Linked DNA regions of Danio rerio: region 1 is linked to region 2. Evidence: chromatin contacts called from public Micro-C data. All regions are on one chromosome and are shown on one strand. Each heading gives the region's core, a stretch centred on a gene start, on an enhancer-like site or on the middle of the called end of the contact. The rest is flanking DNA. Distances are from core to core; before and after follow the strand shown. Region 1 holds the start of emx3 (empty spiracles homeobox 3). Region 2 overlaps ccdc69 (coiled-coil domain containing 69).

Region 1 (5,077 bases), core at 1,396-3,895, 110 kb after region 2:
TGTACAGACGATGCCGCTGTTTATGTCTGGAGCTTCACAGATTTTTTTGCAACCTGATATCACACAAATCTCTGAAAAATGCATCAGTGCCACTGTCACAGTCTGCGAAATGTACCCATAACACAAAACCCAGCTCACGCACCACAGCAGGCCAGCTTGAGATCCTGTTTATCTTGTCCCGCATGATAGATTCGAGGACATGGACATTCAGGAAGTGTTAAAGAGTTAAAACCCATGGACACATTAGCGCCGACACTCTCCTCTTTCCCTCCCAATCCCCACGGCTGCATTTAGCCTTGTCTAAACAGTAGTTTTCTTGGTTATTGGACACCATCAGTGAGAGGACCGGCTCTGGGTGTAAACAAAGAGGCTCTATCTGAACCCCGGATCTGAGTAATAGTGACAACAACCTCTGACTTCCACCAATTACCTGAGCAATGCCCTGGAGGACTCGAGACCCTAACAGCAAATTTGACTGGGCTTCCCATCACACCCCTCTAGTCAGGCAATGAGTCAGACGGACAGAGCTACTGAGGGCTGCTTTAACAAATTGCCTGGTAAATTGGACCTCTCAGTATCAATTACGCTTTTTAAAGGACTCAATATGCAAACAGTGCAAGTAAAGCCATTAAATGATGATCTCAAATAAAAATATAGCAATATTACAATAAAATTTTAATTTTAAACAAGTTTTAAAACTTTCTATTTTTAATCTCACAAAGATCATTCAAATGTACATGTTTTATATCAAATTTATTGAAAATTATTAATTACTTTCTTCATCAATTTTATAAAGCATCCAAATAACTGCTAAAAAAGTTAACATGTCTTTTATAGTTAGCATACATTCACGTATTGCTTTTTGTTATGGTCATTGTAAGAGCTGTAAATCTTTATGGCAGTACAGTAATATAAACAAATGTGTTTCCTCTTTGTAGGAATCATAAACATAGAATAAATATGTTGTGTGTATCTCGACTATATGGAAAGATTTTCTTCCTCCGCAATAATGCAATTCAATCTTATACCGCATTTACCTTTTTAATTACAACGTCGTATAAATGCAGTGGATCTTAAAAAAAACTAATATTCCCAAAATAACATTTAGAAAATCATCATTATTATTATTATTATTATTTAATTTGTAAAATGGCAATTTATCTTTTAATTTTACTAAAATAATCCGAAAACGTTTTATTTAAACACAAAAGCTAATATATAAAGAGTTTATATAAAAACAAAAGGTATTTAGCATCTAGCATATTCTATTCAAATGATCTTAACTAGTCAAACATTGTCAACCTAAATGTGTTACATAAAACGGCGATTATCCTTCAGCCTAATATTTTATTTATGTTTGCCAGGCTATTATTTAGGCTATATTAAAGGAATAGGCCAACGAATGTTTGAAACAAACCGAAAAGAATGATTTGTATAAAACACTTTTCTTATCTTTTATAGCCTAATATAAATGTGTGATCGAAATAAGCGTTATGGCTTAATTTTGTTGACTGCGTACAATTGTTTTGAATTGTTTTATTATTGGTTATTGCGTAAACCAAATTGCGTACACAATCCAATTTAAAGTCAAAAGTTGAAATCTATTTGGACGTCATGATCTTGAGCTAGTTGTTATTTTTATTTTATATTATTTGATTAAAAGCCTGCCTCATGGACAGTTGTGATGTGTATGCAGTGCGACGCGTCATATTTAAAACAATGCTTAAATAAACACTGAAGTGAATGTAAACACATGATAATACTAACTCATTCTTTAAAAATATTCTGTTTTGTTGTAGTTAACACAAATATGTGCTTATGAATTCTATCAACAAGAAAACAGAGTTGTTTTTAACTTCATGGCCTCCACTGGTTTCAACATCCCTGTCACCGACTGAACACAGGTCTTCGCCCGGCTCCTTACCTTGAAACCGGTGTCCCAGATATCTGTTCCTCAGCACCCACGGGTAGAAGTTCAAGGTGTCCCTCTGGTGAGGACTGAAGAAGGGTTGTGTGGGGATCTGGAGGTGGCGCAGAGACAGGCCGGAGTTGGTGGAGTGAGTGGCCGGGTCTGTGAACATCATCTCTGGGCTGCTGCTGTACAGTGTCCTGCCTGAATTCTGGAAGCAGCTGCCAAAGGGGGAAGGATGGATGGACTCAGTAAACCTCAGAGCAGTGGGTCTGATGGGCTCGTCTGCAGCAGCGTTTGACGAATTGGAGTCTTTACCCACAAGAGATTCAATCGTGAAGCACTTCTTATTGTGCTGGAACATTGTGCTGAGTTATTAAAAATATTCAGTTAAATAGAAAAGAAGTCAGGTCACTCTGAACCCGATGATGGAGTGAAGCCAGGATTCTTAAAAAAGTCAAGAAGATAACATTTATATAGTCCCTCTACAATCCATAACTTCAGAAGTCTCCTCTGGCTCCGTTAACTTCGTTGGTTGCAATACACTTCCAATAGCTGCAAATGGACGAGAGAGTTCTGTCAGCAGTTATGTTGAAACTCATTCAGATCTCATTGATGTCCTTGTGTGAGCAGAACTCGTGCACCGTCGGAAACTGTCTCGTATGTGAAGCAGGCATGGGCTCCTCGGATGCAGGTCGCTGCGAGCTCTTCATATGATCGATGATCCGTCAGTTTGTGCGCCAGGGCTTGTCAAGCGCCAACTTCAATACCTGCTCGCGGAGCTCCGGCTGCGAGGTGTGGTGCGCATGCGCAGATCCAAGCGCGACGCACTCGCAGTCAATTACTGCCATTTTGTGTTGTGTAAAGAAATTCTGTGTTTGCTACAAAGAGTTCAACAACATATGAACGGAGGCGTCAAAACAAAAAATGTATGAAGGCTAGACATAAATTTAAAATGAGCCAGACAAACCCTCAAAACTGAGTCTTGATGTCTTAATGAGCTTATTGAGCTAAGAGAAAAACTAAATAACTTGGCCTGCCATTTGATTTAGGCAACATGTTTTTTTAAATGCATTGCGTTATTTATTTAGATATTAAGCTATTTGTTTATATAGTTATTTATTTGTAGTCGAAATCACAAATAGAGTTTTATTAATATCCTAATAATTGTGTAGGCTAGTATAAACGGTCTCACAATTATTAGGCTAACGGTTTACTTTTTCTTTTTACACTGAAATGTTCGGCCTATATATATATATATATATATATATATATATATATATATATATATATATATATATATATATATATATATATATATATATATATATATATAAACACAAATTAAACAATATAAATTTTCTTTACATTTGCTCAATTATGTTGTGTCCCCTTATATAAGAATTAAAACGCTAACATCACAACAACGAATAAAAACCTTAAATCACGAAATTCCTTGTCAGCTAATGATCAAATTACTTAGCCTATTAGGTTACTGTTATATAATTAGGCTATAATAATTATAATTATAATTATTAATATCATAATAATAGCCTAAATTAGTTTTGATTTGTATTGTAATAATAATAATTCGTTAAATTAGCTTTAATGAATCTTTTAAGGAAGAATAGTCTAATAAACAGAAAAAAAGTGTAGGCTAAATGTTAAATGGGTTCACAACAAACAAATGAACTGGTTTAATTAGTTTAAAAGTGCTTTCTTCGGCTGGTCGATCATCATTTTTAACCAATTAAAAACAATTGTAACCGAAACATTTTGTAAGCAATTAGATTGGTTCATTCATTTTTAACAGTTTAACTTGGGGTTTTATTCGTTGTAAAAGCAAAGTAGGCTATTTTGTAAGAAACACAATGAAACCTTGGTTCACCCAAAAGTGAACATTTCCTTTCCATTTGCGCACATTCAAATAAACTTTTATGATTTTTGTTGAACACAAAACAAGAAATTCTGGAAAAACTGCCCCTAACATCCATGGAGGGAAAAAAGGCACAGGTTGTTTTATTACATTAAAAACATCTCTCTTTGTGTTAAACAGAAGAAAAACAAGTTTTGAACAAATGGAGGATTATAATGGCAGAATATAAACAAATGTTAGGGCGAACTATCCCTTTGACGCACACATATCACTCGTTTTTATGAGCAGAAATATCAAGGCAACTGTGAGCTTAAGTATTTTCTGACGGTGTCTTAATGAAGCAGACACAGATCAAGGGGAGCGCGCATTGATCTGGCGGCTTGACATGTCTCGAGTGCCTCTCCTTGTCTCATTTGTCAGTTACAAACGCAATAAGTTGTTGAGAGAGGATGGAGGCTAATGGGGTGGATCAGAGTCTCGGAAACCCTGGACAGATGTCACCCTTTTGAGAAGGAACAATCGCGACTCAGGAGTCCCACAAAAGCCCCCCTGCTCAGGCCTTTCACAATCCACCCAGCGGAAGCCCATGTGAACCACGCAGGGCACAGACCCCATTGAGCCCCAAAGCAGCCCGTCTCCAGCCCTCTTGTGCCTCCCTTCTCGGTCCCTCTGCATATAATTAATAGCTTTCTCTGGCCAATTTTGTCCCCTTTGCCTCAAATACAAATGGCCATTAACATCTATTAATTTTGCCTCTGGCAATTGATTGCAGATTGTTCACAGCTGAAAGGCTATAACAGTTGGAGTTTTTGTGTGCATTCTGGGTGCGAAGGCGAGTTAAAATGTGATTATTGTTCCCCTGCCTGGAATTAACTGGTGTTAAACCCTCTTTGAACACGGAGAAGCCAAGACTGGTTATTTTACTAGTCATTAGCTGACTCAGAGACTTAATGAAATGGATGACCATATTGACTTAATGAACATGATGAAGAAAAAAACAGTTCATTAATTATTCACATAATTATTAAACACATATTCGCTATTAAGGAAAAAAGGGGACGAGGATGACAAACATGAATTAGTAGTAATTGTAAATCTTTACAGATTATGAATTTATCTCAAATTAATTGTTTATAAATATCCACATTAAAACATTTTCTTATGTAAATTCAATTCAATTAGGCTTACGTTTGATAACGCGCAACGTATTGTTATATATATATATATATATATATATATATATATATATATATATATATATATATATATATATATATATATATATATAGACT
Region 2 (4,806 bases), core at 1,429-3,928:
GCACTTAATGATACATTGAGGTGTTATGAAACAAAGAGATCAGCATAATATACAACAGTTAGTTTTTCATAATTTTATTTATAAAATGATACAATTACAAGCACTCATCCACTGTGGATTAAAGGTAAATATGGTTAGCTTCGTAAGATATTCATGTATCTTTTACAGTTATATTTATCTATTTATTTATTTATTTTGACTCAAATCGCCATAGTTTCAGCTAAAATCTGCAATCTTATCCAAGTGAAAAAAGATGTCATTGACATGTTAAATGTACCAATGGTGAGTAAATTTACCCATTTCATGTTTGGGTAACTGCATTTAAAAGAGATAGTTCAGCTAAAAATGTACAATTCCTCACCATTTACTCGCACTCAAGTGGCCCTAGACTTATTAATTTCCTTTTTTCTGTAAAACACAAAGATATTTTGAAGAATATTGGAAACTAGTAACCTTTAGTAGGAACGCAAATTCTGAAATCTTTTTCCAACATTCTTCAGTGTCTGTCTTTTGTGTTTTACAAAAGAAAGAAACTCAAGTTTGGAACAAGTAGAGGGGAATGCACTCAAACAAATGTGTTTGCTGTTTGTTTAAACTACTTTAAAATAAACAGAAACAACACAATTGTAGACTTTTTGGGGGGGACAACTGAATTAGTTTGTTCAATCCATTTAGATTTGTAAAATGTTTTAAGTTAACTTAATTCATTCATGTTGTCCCAACACAAATTGATTGTGTGCAAACCCTTTTTTACAGTGTAAATAAATAATGAGAGAATTCATTTTTGGGTGAACTATCTATGTTTTTTTCCATATACTACGTAGTAGCAGTTTTTGTCAAATTTTGATACCTGTTTTTCATTTTTTCCCCATTATTTTCCCCATTATTTTTTCTTTCTTTCTAGGAAACAGTAGATAAGTAGGTAATATTAAAACAGTTGTCTTCTTGCATCCAAACATTGGAGCCAGAGCACTTGTCATGTAGCATGATTTATTTTTTATTTGTTTTAGATGCACTTGCACTTTCATATCAGTGTTTTTATTCTGTACAGTGATGGATGTTTGGTGACTACCGGTTATGCTTTTTTTTCTACACTATGCACACTTTGCCATAGTTTTTCAGTTTCAAAACCTTCTGCTTTTCAGTTGTTGGTAAAGTAGGGGTAAAATCCAATTGTTGTTGGCCCACATAACCAGTGTGCATTTATTTCAAGAAAATATTTTGTTACTAATCCAATTTTAAAATAATACTCTAAAAATTCTGAACAGTTTCACTGTGAGCCCCCTACATTTTTATTTTTTATTTTTTGATTGCTTTCTAGTAGCTGTGATTGATTTGCTATTTTAATAGCATAACTGGTAAATCAATGGCCTTTCTACCATCCATATTTTTCTTTTTTTTTTTTTACTGTTGTGAATTATTTTTAATTTTCTGCCATTTATATACCTCTGAATCAGTGCCTTTGGTGGAAGATGTTTCTTAGAAGAAAAACAAGCAATAAAAGCTGAATAAGAGGGATTGTGTTTTGATTTCTGAATATTTCATTCACTCATTTTACTTCGGCTTAGTCTTTATTAATCAGAGGTTGCCACAGTGGAATGAACCGCCAACTTATCCAGCACATGTTTTACACAGTAAATGCCCTTTCATTTGCAACCCAATACTGGGAAATATCCAGACACCCTCATTTACACACATACACTCCGACCAATTTAGTTTACTTAATTCACCTATACCGCATGTCTTTGGACTGTGGGGGAAACCGGAGCACCCGGAGGAAACCCACGCAAACACAGAGAAAACATGCAAACTCCACACAGAAATGCCAACTGACCCAGCTGGGACTCGAACCAGCATCCTTCTTGCTGTAAGGTGACAATGCTAGCCACTGTGACACCCTCTCTTAAAATTCTTCCAGAAAAAAAATTCAAACCAAAGGGCTGCTTTGAGAAAAATATGCTAATCAAGCAGGGAATGTTCAATAATGGTGGTTAAAGGACACGGTATGCTTCTCCATTTTTCGATCTTATATTGAGTCCTGAATGAAGATCAGATTTACACAGGCTTTGTCTCTAGGGGGAGCAGTGACTCAAGATAAAAACTGATGAGGGAAATAACAGTGTGTATTGTTGCTCAGATTGATTTGTTCTCAGTATGTTTCAAAAACTGTTTACAACATGCAAGTCATTCTTCAGTCAGCAGTTCTTTGAACATATTAGTTTACTGTTATCATAAGACACTGCATAATGACCATAGTTTGGGCAGCCCCACAAGAGTTCTCAATGAAATGAGGATAAGATGGGGGATAACATAATTAAAATGGGTAATATCAATGGATTATATTTAAGTAGCCAAAGCTATTAAATACAGTTTTTTATACAGTGTAATTTTATACAATCTAAAATCAGACACTTTAAATCTGTATACGATTTTCAAAATTGCCCCTTTAAAATGGTGTTGAATAGTTTTAAGACAAATTTGATGAAATGTTTTGATCCACTTTAAATGTTGACTACTGTAGTCTGGTTTGTTCTACAGACTGAACAGACATTGCTCCAATACAATAAAACCCCGAATTGCTCTTTTGTCCTTCAGCTGACTTTTCCTCATGTGTAAGGTCAATGCCCTCACAACTTTCACTGTTGCGTGTAATGAGACACTGATTGGTGGGTGTTTCTGGTGACAAATAAGAGCATGAAGGCCGTCTGATTGACAGACTGAGACGTTTGCCCCGAGGTGCCCCTCTATTAGACTACACCAGCACTTAAACGTGGAGTAGTGCCTGGCTCTTTTTGCTGGTCGAGCGGATGTTGGGTTCACCGGTTGCCTGTCTGTTTGACATGTTTGGACAATACCTGCCCAGCCGCTAAGATAAGCACAGGTCAGACCCCTGTAGTGAAGTCACGAGGTTCCCAGAGCATTTACCAGCCACCTGTGAGAAGCTCTTGTGTTTTCATGGCAGCCCAAGTGAACACTAGCAGATCAAGTCAGCATCCACCATTGTGTCAGGATTAAGTAAAAACATCAATAAAAAATAATATATATATTTAAATCTGTCAATCAGTCGTTTATAGATGTTTGCAGCTAACTTTCTAGTGTTATTTTGAGGACTAGGTGAATGTGAGCATTGCATAGTAACTGTAAGGCCAGTGTTTGTTTTGCCTTTTTTTCAGTAATTGCATGACACATTTGACAAATTATGCCATATTCATAATTTTTAATGCAAACGATGTTGCAAGTATGAGCAAATAAAAATAAAATAACAGGGTGATCACTACTACAAATGGGTTTTCTAACCACATTTTACCCCATGAATGCACCACAATTAGGCTCTTGTTGTTTTTAAGACACTTGTCGTAAGGGCTTATTAGTCTTAAAGTTTGCCTTCCAATATTTATTCAATTTCTTGTTTCATTTAATTTTCACTTTAGCTAATAATAAAATCTGATTTGCATGTGCTGGTTTATTGTGTGCGTACTCGGTTTTGAGATAATGGAAAATTACTTAACCTAGTTTTTTTACTTAGAACAGCCTTCATTAAATACATACTGTTTAATTAAATCTAAACTCAATATATTTTCTGTTCTTAAATATAGCTAACAGTTTTGTAAACTTATTTTGGCTAATAAATCATTATACTTTTAAAAATTTAATTTGAATATATATAGGCCCATATTGGTATTGTTGTGCTTATACATGCATTGGTAAGGAAGATCCTCCTGTGAGGTTGGCGGGAAGGCGCGCGAGTTTTGTTGTGCTGCATCTCACCTGAGTTCACGCGCTGTTTCTTTATGACATCGATCAGCTCGCAATACAATACCTGTTTTTCTGTCCATTATCTGCTAATTGCCCAGCAGAAGCGTCCCCGTGTGCATTAAAATTACCGAAAATTATCTGTTGTGGTTGACTTGCATCTGCTCCAAGTCCTGCTCCCTTAGTCGATAAGATGCGCAAGGCGCGCACACATGCACACATCCCGCCGCCGTATTTATTACAATTTCCCTTTATTACAGCAGGATAAATTGTCAGGGGTTGAAGGCAGACACGAATCTTCTCAAATAAGATGATTGCTATTTGGGGCTGCTGAGTTGTTCCTTATCACTTTGACTTAGAACAAAAAAGGTGAAAATTGCACCCCGGGGAAAACAGCTTTGATTAAAAGGTGTGGGGCTGGTTATCACCCCACTTTTTTACACACCATAATCAGCTTTATTTCCTAAACTCCCGTTTCAGTGCAGCAGCTTCATATTTTAAACATGTCAAGCGTAGACTGATCGGATTTAAACAATATCTAATGATTTCCTAATTGTTGTTTAAACGTGCTTCATGCAAGAATGGGGAATCCACGTTTAGGCTATGAGTTTTGGCCTTTATAGATATGTCAAGTCAAAGCTATATGTTTTCTTGAGATGTACATTTTAACCGCAGTGGCATGATAACATTTTTTTGTTCAGATTTGTTTTTGTTTTTTATCACTAATGCGCTTTGAACAATTTTATTAGTATAGCCTTTAATTTCTAAATAATTAACTAAAGCTATAATTCCACAAAGTCTGGAAATAGGCTAAATGGCTCATTAAAATGCTAAAATTCATATTAATTTTATTTTTTTGTATTTATAAGTTAAAACATTAAATTGTTAAAATAATAATGTTAAAATAATTTGGTGTTATAAAATTGCTGTAGTAGCCTCGGTTATAGCAGTTTTGTATGAAATCTGTGGCCTTGCAATATGAAAATAAATCAGGCTAACAAAATCAATTATTCTATAGCCTATTTTTCTTTTTTTTCGAAACATATGATCAGC

The links. Hi-C and Micro-C count contacts between places; a contact is called where the count stands out from the background.
Region 1: a Micro-C map of caudal fin shows a contact between it and region 2, with 15 times the contacts expected there. The contact joins the promoter of emx3 here to the enhancer-like site in region 2. A contact is called at or near these places in 11 of 18 Hi-C or Micro-C datasets (caudal fin, embryo, fibroblasts and 3 more) and 3 of 4 datasets of contacts at active chromatin or transcription factors (caudal fin, embryo and gastrula embryo).

Annotation. Positions count from the first base shown.
Region 1 is chr14:30,649,958-30,655,034 of GRCz12tu, forward strand. It overlaps emx3 (empty spiracles homeobox 3), which reads right to left and starts at 2,646. Exons shown (of 3, transcript NM_131279.2): 1 at 1,925-2,646. The coding sequence starts at 2,273.
Region 2 is chr14:30,541,898-30,546,703 of GRCz12tu, forward strand. ccdc69 (coiled-coil domain containing 69) reads left to right here. Exons shown (of 9, transcript NM_001423999.1): 9 at 1-1,518. Among named protein-coding and RNA genes, the nearest start is that of ccdc69, 22 kb to the left of the region's middle. Within about 2 kb of position 2,679, at least 10 of the 62 cell types and tissues checked have an H3K27ac peak or open chromatin away from gene starts, as enhancers often do.